3 separate regions of the Mus musculus genome follow, and all the other regions are linked to region 1. A link is a contact called in public HiChIP or PLAC-seq data. All regions are on one chromosome and are shown on one strand. The core of a region is the stretch at or near the end of the contact, and the rest is flanking DNA. Distances in the headings are between cores, read along the strand shown. Region 1 has its middle 27 kb from the start of Dynlrb2. Region 2 overlaps Wwox (WW domain-containing oxidoreductase). Region 3 has its middle 230 kb from the start of Gm39256.

Evidence for each region. HiChIP or PLAC-seq counts read pairs in DNA pulled down with a chosen protein or histone mark.
Region 2: a contact with region 1 is called in an H3K27ac HiChIP or PLAC-seq map of large pre-B cells, with 6 times the contacts expected there. The contact joins two enhancer-like sites. A contact is called at or near these places in 1 of 15 datasets of contacts at CTCF or cohesin (large pre-B cells) and 3 of 115 datasets of contacts at active chromatin or transcription factors (astrocytes, embryonic stem cells and large pre-B cells).
Region 3: an SMC1A HiChIP or PLAC-seq map of large pre-B cells shows a contact between it and region 1, with 6 times the contacts expected there. The contact joins two enhancer-like sites. A contact is called at or near these places in 1 of 15 datasets of contacts at CTCF or cohesin (large pre-B cells) and 2 of 115 datasets of contacts at active chromatin or transcription factors (astrocytes and large pre-B cells).

What each region holds. Positions count from the first base shown.
Region 1 is chr8:116,477,058-116,479,931 of GRCm38.p6, reverse strand. No RefSeq gene overlaps it. Among named protein-coding and RNA genes, the nearest start is that of Dynlrb2, 27 kb to the left of the region's middle. Within about 2 kb of position 1,426, at least 21 of the 459 cell types and tissues checked have an H3K27ac peak or open chromatin away from gene starts, as enhancers often do.
Region 2 is chr8:115,232,817-115,235,690 of GRCm38.p6, reverse strand. The region is part of intron 8 of Wwox (WW domain-containing oxidoreductase); the gene reads right to left. Among named protein-coding and RNA genes, the nearest start is that of Gm39257, 270 kb to the right of the region's middle. Within about 2 kb of position 1,425, at least 74 of the 459 cell types and tissues checked have an H3K27ac peak or open chromatin away from gene starts, as enhancers often do.
Region 3 is chr8:115,413,014-115,415,887 of GRCm38.p6, reverse strand. No RefSeq gene overlaps it. Among named protein-coding and RNA genes, the nearest start is that of Gm39256, 230 kb to the left of the region's middle. Within about 2 kb of position 1,522, at least 95 of the 459 cell types and tissues checked have an H3K27ac peak or open chromatin away from gene starts, as enhancers often do.

The DNA of each region.
Region 1 (2,874 bases), core at 177-2,676:
CTCCACTGCTCACCACCCACCCACTCCCTGCCCTGGCATTCCTCTACACTGGGGCATCTAGCCTCCTCCCGTTGATGTCTGTCAAGGCCATCCTCTGCTACATATGTGGCTGGAGCCATGGGTCCCTCCATGTGTACTTTTTGGTTGGTGGTTTAGTCCCTGGTAACTCTGGAGATACTGGTTAGTTCATATTATTGTTCCTCCTATGGGGCTGCAAACTCCTTCAGCTCCTCAGGTCCTTTCTCTAGCTCCTCCATTGGGGACCCTGTGCTCAGTCCAATGGTTGGCTGAGAACATCCACCTCTATAGTTGTCAGGCACTGGCAGAGCCTCTCAGGAGACAGCTATATCAGGCTCCTGTCAGCAAGCACTTGTTGGCATCCACAATAGTGTCTGGGTTTGGTAACTGCATATGGGATGGATCCCAGGGAAATGCAGATCGAAACAACCCTGAGATTCCACCTCACACCAGTCAGAATGGCTAAGATAAAAAAGTCAGGTAATAGCAGATGCTGGTGAGGATATGGAGAAAGAGGAACACTCCTCCATTGTTGGTGGGACTGCAAGCTGGTACAACCACTCTTGAAGTCAGTTCTGTGGTTCCTCAGAAAATTGGACATGGTACTACCGGAGGACCCAGCTGTACCCAGAAGGTGTTCCAACATGTAATAAGGACACATGCTCCACTATGTTCATAGCAGCCTTATTTATAATAACCAAAAGCTGGAAAGAAGCCAGATGTCCCTCAACAGAGGAATGGATACAGAAAATATGGTACATTCACACAATGGAGTACTACGCAACTATTAAAAACAATGACTTCATGAAATTCTTAAGCAAATGGATGGATCTGGAAGATATTAACCTGAGTGAGGTAACCCAACCACAAAAGAACACACATGGTATGCACTCACTGATAAGTGGATATTATCTCAGAATCTTAGAATACCCAAGATCATTTTTTTAAAAAAATTATGTTTATGACAGCCTGCTTATAGGATTGTATCCATGGTGCAGTACTCACAGGGGCCAAAAGGGGGCAGTGAATCCCCTGTAGTTGATGGCCCTGATGTGTGTGCTGGGCACTGAACATAGGTCTTGCAGAAAAACAGGAAGTGTGCCTCAGTCCTGAACCATCTCTCTAGTTCATGAGCCTGGCTTCTAAGTGGGGATTGAACTGGGGTTCTCATGCTGGTGTGATAGGCACTTGACTGCATGAATCCCTCTTAGATGATTTTCAAAGCATCCTGGGTAAATATCCTGGTGGCCAACCGGTTCTTCTTCATTGTGCGAGAGAGGCCAGGCAACTGGATGGAGAATGCACCATCAAAGAGCAAGCAGTTCTTTTCCTTGGAAGAGGAGGCACCTTGGGAGGGCATCTTTTTGTTTTAAGGTGGTGGCCATCGTACTCCAGCCTGGAAGCTCTAGAATGGTGCGGTTATGGAAGTGCACAGCCCACACTCTCCGTTTGCACAAACGTCTGTGTCCATGGAGTAGAGATGTATGATCGCAGAGGACTTTTTGGTGGTTGTGGTTCTTGCTTTATCTAGACCTCTCATCCCTAAATCTTGAACAAAGATTCATGGTTGTCAAAAATCCTAACCTTCCTTGAGCCTAGGAAAAAGAACCGCAACATTAATTTAAGAACAAATAGATGGGGCATGCCCATTGTTGCATAAATGGGAAATACGACGAAACTAAGAGAGAAGACAGGAAACCAGAAAGTTCCCCAAGAGATAGGGTGTGGCCATCTGTCGATCAGCTGGACTGGGAAATGCCAGGCGTCCCACAGGAAACCTGGTCTCACCGGAAGCTGATGCTGGCCTCGTGGTTCACTGGCAGCTCTGTGTTTATCTAAAAAATCTAAGCTCAGGCTGCCTTTTATGATCATACACGAGGTGGTGTTGCATGCTGAGCTTTGAGAAGAACTGGATTTTCAGTGGTGTTTTCACCCTTGGGACTAGGTGCTGAGAGCTCCGTGCTGTGTATTAATGAGAACTTTCATGCCTTGCTTTGGGTGGTATTGGAATTTGTGTGTGTGTGTGTGTGTGTGTGTGTGTGTGTGTGTGTGTGTTAGATGAGCTACAGCCAATGTGTACTCCGTTATTTATCACTTCCCACCTGAGACCTAGGCTGAAGTGAAGGAATCCAAATATCCACCTTTACCAACTCACTGTTTTTGCTTCTGCTCACCAAGTCCCCTGGCACTCACTAAGGGTTCCAGGATTCTTTCTAAGAGACATTTTGGAAGTGAAATTAGGCTAAAATTCCTACTTTAAATGATCAGCTCCATGTATTATGGACCTGGAGATCTCAGAGTACATACCTTGCTTCACAAACACAGTGGCTATTTATATGAGTACACTGTTGCTGTCTTCAGACACACCAGAAGAGGGCATCGGACCCCATTACAGATGGTTGTGAGCCATCATGTGGTTGCTGGGAATTGAACTCCGGACCTCTGGAGAGCAGTCAGTGCTCTTAACCACTGAGCCATCTCTCCAGTCCAGGCAAACTCTTATGACTCTTCAAAACCATACCCAACTGCCACTCCCTTGTTTGTCCCCCCGAACTTCCCAATAAATCTACCCACATCTCTGTCCTGCCATTGTCCCTTCAATGGATCTCTGTAAATGCATTCTCAATGGGCTGTTGTCAGGGGGTCAAAAAGATTGGCCAAGGGGGAGATAAAAATCCTTTTATGTATGAAGCATAAATATATGTGTGGTATGTAAACATAGAGACTTAAAATTTGTGATGTAAGGGTTGGGGATTTCACCCAATGGTAGAGCGCTTGCCTAGCAAGCGCAAGGCCCTGGGTTCGGTCCTCAGCTCTGAAAAAAAATTTGTGATGTAAATAGATTAGAGAAAATAC
Region 2 (2,874 bases), core at 176-2,675, 1.2 Mb after region 1:
AGAGAGAGAGAACCTGAAAAGGAAGTTATTTGAATTATGCACTCCTTTAAGGAGAAAATGCTATCCCACAAGTGGAGACGTCCACACTGAAAAACAGACGTTGTTCTATCCGAGATTTTCAGTGAGCTGCTCTATCAAATGAGTAAGAGCATTCTTAGGTGGGCACCACTGAGTCAGGCACTAGAAGGTACCTTTCAGGTACTCCTTTGCAAAGGTCAAACATTTCCAGATTGTGCTATGACCTTTTGCCGGGTCATCTCAGGTTCCAGAAGCCAAGATCCTAGATTCCCACAACTCCTGATGTCTTCCCTCATGAAGATAGACCTACAGTGGGGAACAAAGAACTGTGCTCCTGAACCTATGGAAGAGCACAAATGTGATTCCAGACAGAAGCCTACTACTGAGGCCACAGTGAGCGTACAAATCAGTGTGTGCCTGAAAGCAGGAGATGAGGGGTTGAATGGGATTCGACGAGTTCTGCCATTGTTTTGTTATAGTGGGAGAAAATTCAAGTTCGAGGGCAGCATATTACAGAAATGATAAGCTGACATTTGGCACAACCAAATAAGACCTTAGGGAGCTCTTAGTGTATAACTGGGAACAATCCACAGCCCGTTCAAGACTTTCAGAGCAAGCAGTGGCCAGGACTCCTGAATCCTGAGGTCCACTGATGCACACGCCCCAGAACTTTGGTACTTGGTGGCTCCCTGCTCCACTATACTCTGCCTCTGCCTCTGTTTGCAGCAACTTCCCACAGAAAAGGTTCCTTCGCACAGCCTCTAGAGTGAGCTTCTAGTTTTTAGCACAGACTTCTGAATGGTTGAGAGCACTTCTCATTCCCAGACATGATTTTTTTATTTGTTTTCTCCTTTCCCAACTAAAAGAAAGTGCATTCCCCAAACCTCCACCCTGCCTCAAGGGTTTTGTCTAGCTGTTCCTTACTGAATATGATCTTGAATAAACACATATTAATGATCGAAGGGATGGGTGGGTGGATGGATGGATGATAGATGGATGGATGGATGGATGGATGGATGGATGGATGATGGATGGATGGATGGATGGTTGGGCTAGATGACCATGAACTGTGGTGTATGCCTCTAGACACCTGTGTACTATTTTATAGCAGAGAGAGAGAGAGAGAGAGAGAGAGAGAGAGAGAGAGAGAGGGAGGAATGTGTAAGGACAGCCTCCCATGAGGCTAGACTCATACCCTGACCCTGGCCCACTCAGACCCACCAAGTTAAGAAATAGCTCTTGATGTGCCTTCCAGTAACATTAATTGTTGGTCATAAAACTTCAAAGCAACAGATATTTATAGCTTGATTAGAGCCCTCTTTTTCCACAGACCCTCACCACAGCACTTTCCAGCTCAGTTCCCATGAGTGTACTGAAAACAGCCTCCTGCCCACTTCCTGTCGAAGCCAGTTCCTTAACCGCCCAGGTCCTGAGGCTGGCTGCCCCCTCCCTTTTGTTCCAGCGTGCAGTCTTTCGGTTTCTCTTGGGTTTTCTCGGTTGGTTTCTTACTTTTTTTAAAAATTTCTTCACTCCTTTTCTCAGGCACCCAGATCCCCTGCTGAACCACCCCCAGAGTCGGCATGTCAACAGGGGCCATCCAGTGAGTGCACGATGGTGCCCTTCTCAAAACAGCCTTCCAGGGGAAAACATGCTTTTTCTGTGAAGTTTCTCAGGGTCCTCCAGACTAAAATGGATAATGGGTTCACTCTTCCTGGAAGCTTGAGAGACCGGAAAAATACTGAGCTAGTGCGACAATTCAAAGATCCTAGCCAGAGGCAACCCCTAGTTTGAGTATAGAAAGGTGGAGTCCTACCATCGAGTGAGTGTGCTTGTGTGCCCTACCTTGCGTGTGTGTGAACTTCCAATGTCATTCTTTAGGCACTCATATATTCATGCTGTTTGGGAGTTTATTTTGTTGGGGGTGGGAGTGGGGGCTTTGTTTTGAGGCTGGGTCTCTCACTGAGTCCTGGGGCTCTTCAATTCTTCTATGCTAACCCACAAGCTCCAAGGATCCATTGGCCTCCACCTCCTCAACTTGGGACCATAAGCATCTGTCACCATCCCTGGCATTTTTTTTAAAAGCATGGGTCCTGAGATCAAATGCAGGTCTCCATGCTTACAAGGCATACTCTACAGATAGGGAAAGGGTCAGAAGCTAGAGAGATGGCTGGCTCAGAAGTTAAAAGTGCACACTGCTCTTGCAGAGGACCTGAGTTCGGCTCCCAGCAGCCACTGCAGGCAGCTCACAACCACCTGTAACTCCAGCTCCGGGAGTTCCATTGTCTCTGGCCTCTGAGAACACCTGTGCACACGTGCCTATCTCCCATAGGCATACATGTTGTTAGAAATAAAACAATTTAAGGTTAATAAGTCTGCTAGGCAGCTAGAACATGACAGAGACATCTCCTGTCTTCACCTTCCAGATGACTTCCTGAAAACGCGATTTTTGTGTGCACCTTGTACATTGAATTTTAGAAGGGTATGGGGGTGCCAAGCTAATTGGACTTGATCCCCTGGCTGATAGTGGTTATGTTCAGGATATGTTGAGTTCATCATGCTCGCTCCCCAAGTTTAGCATTAGGAAGAAAAGTAAACTGAAAAGCTACACAACACAGGGTCTCCTTTGAAGGGGGAAGGTAAACTGTGTGCCCATTCAGCTTTAAAAGGGAGCCTCATGGGCCTTCATTGCTGTCACTGTTCATTGGGGGGATTGTGGTGAATTCTCTTTGAATGTTGGGAGTTCAGCAGAGGGTAATCTCAGCAGCCCACAAGAGATACTAATTGTGGTGATTAATAAGTATTGTGTGGTTCTAAACATGGGCCACATGTTAGAGAAGTGATATACCCACAATTGGA
Region 3 (2,874 bases), core at 273-2,772, 1.1 Mb after region 1:
CCCTTCCAACTGCATATATTTGCTTCTTTCGCATTCTCTCTCACAGGGGGTGGACAGACCATCCCCAGCCTCCCACACGAGTTACAGGGGTGCCAGGGTATAGTTTTATCTTTTCTCTTCCAGTGTCTCATCTAAACGGCCTTCCAATTTAACCATATAGAGAGATCCCATCTCCTCTGTCAGTTGCCCACTTCTGCATAACAACCCCCCACCCACCCAAATCATAAAGGTTCCAAGCTGGCCAGTATTATTGCATAGAAAACCCCTCTGAGTTGGAAATGTGCAGGGCATAGAATGCTCAGTGATGTTGGGTACAGATCTGGGAGAACTCCAAGAGCCAAAGGATTGTAGGGGGCCCAGGCAAGGGACTATCTCTTCATGTGATCTCTCTGGGCTTCTAGCTTGGGTTTCCTTACAGCATGGTGGCCTAGGAGTCTACATGTGGTGGCTCTGTGAGGGAAAAGAAAAAAAAAAACCTGCCCCAAATGACAGAATTGACATAATGTCACTTTAACTGCCCAGTGTCAAATCATCTGCGAAACCTGGACCCACTTCATATTTTAAATTATTTTAATTTATGAGTTGGGGGAGGTTAATACGTGAGTGCAGGTGCCCTTGGAGTCCAGAAGAGGGTTTTGGATCCCCTGGAGTTCCTGGTGTTTGTGAGCTTCCAGTGTAGGTTTTCTGAAAGAGGAGTGCACACACCTAGCTACTGAGCCATCTCTTTAACCCCTGAGCCCATTTCTTGATGTCAGAAATGTCAAAGAAACCTTGGCCCTCTTTAATCTATTATGATGCTTTGTTTTTGAGAAAATCCACCACCCATCCCCCTCCAGTCTCCGGGATTTTTCTTCTCTGCTTAGTGCTAGGAATTGATTGGGTAGAGAAAGCAATCTTCTCCTGGAAGACAAGAGTCAGCTCCTTAAGTAAAGGAGCCGGAACTCATCGGATATGCTAGTTAGAACATAGCAGATTTTAGAGAAAGAGGCACCCTGGGTAGAAGGGCTAGCCAGCAGCATTGAAGAGGAGTTTGTCAAACTCTGACTTGTCTTTAGCCACTGCCTGGCATAGAGAACCTAACCCATAAGAACTTTTCACAAGGAGACAGACCAGTGTGAGTGTGAGTGTGAGTGTGTGTGTGTGTGTGTGTGTGTGTGTGTGTGTGTGTGTGTATGTATGTATGTATGTATGTATGTACAAAGAATTCAGTGTTTAACTGAATTATGCTTCTTCCACATAGGAACTCTTCCGAGTGATTTGGAATACAGAGAAACTGCAAACTGATGTCTTGTTCCTGCCTGGGTAGATGCACCCACCTTCATTATCTATAGGTCACAGGAGGACTCTGGGGAATGAGGGATGGAGAGATAGCCCTGGGCCTCATGCCACCATCCTCACAATAGAACAAGGTCTTCCCTGCCAGCTGCCGGTCCTCACATCAGCTGTGTCTACCCAGGCCCTGCCTCCCCGGGAAGGGACTGGTATGCAGAGTTGAACCCCTCTCAAGGCCGAGGGCCCGGGAGGGCTTCCTCTTTGCCTGCTGTAGAACAGCAGCTGGGCCCCAGAGCATGGCAGGTGTCTAACAGCCCTCGGCAATCCTGCAAAACAGGAAGTGAGAGAGAACACCATATCCAATTGAAACTGCAGTGGACTGTGGGCTGCAATGCTTAATTAACCACCCTTAGTCATTGCACAGATCTCTGTTGTTGCAGGAGAGGGGGGAGGGGGCCAGAGCACACGGAGGACAACAAAGCCGTTTCTGGAATGTGTTTGTGCTTCACTCCCTGGTCCTGTTCACTTATCCTGGATCCTGCTGACAAAAATGCAAGGTGATCACTCTCAGGTCAGGTTCTACACCCAACTCAAGCTTAGATTTGTGCCATCGTCTTTGCACTTTACGATGTGTATTGAGTAAGAATACATTACAGACATTTATTTCTTTTATTTTTAAACAGCTTTTTACATTTATCTATCTATCTATCTATCTATCTATCTATTTATCTATCTATCTATCTATTGTTGGTTGGGGGAATGCCAACCCATGCACGTGGAAGCCAGCAGATGACAACTTGCAGAAGACTGTCTGGGTCTCCAGGATTGAGCTGTCACTGTGATTGCTGGCAAGTGAGAATGTGTTTGTGGGTAGCTCTGAGCATCACTTGACTCCTTGGGATACTCCAGCACATCTGTGCAGGATCACTCTTTCCCCTACATGGGCTATCCCCTGTTCAGGAGGATGTGGATCTGTTAGACTGGGTGTGAGGAGTATCTGAGGAATGGGATTGTATGTTTGAAAGAACAAAAGGGTAGTTACTAAGCAGCTGACACTGAGCTTCATGCTATGACAGGCTTGCTACTGGATGATAGGGGCATGCATCTTAGAAATGAGATAACTTGGGTTTCTCCCTTCAGCAAACATTGTCAAGTGGCTTCTCCGCAGACTTGCATCTAAACTTGTCTTGACTGTTGACTTGGAAAGACATTTGGGTTATTCTTGGAGGACTATAAAACCCAGGGAGATGTGAGTGTATTAAAACCTGCTAAGGAGTGCCCTCTGGCTGGTACAGTGCAGATTCTTTACAATAACTATCCTCTCGACGACCTTTCCAAGTAGGAATTGCCATTCACTTTCAGAGTCGACGAGCTCAAGTCACTGGTATGTGGCAGAACCAGGAATTGAAGACACACTGCCAACCTTTACAGATTCTACAAAGTCCATAAATATCAGGATGGGGAAGGATCTCTTTTGTGGGGCTGATGAGCAACAAGAAATAATTAACTGTCCCATCAAATGGGCCAGAGGCTTACCCAGTGAGTCTCAGAATGGCTCCTGAAAAGACTGCAAATGCAGATCCACACGCACATGGCGGCAAA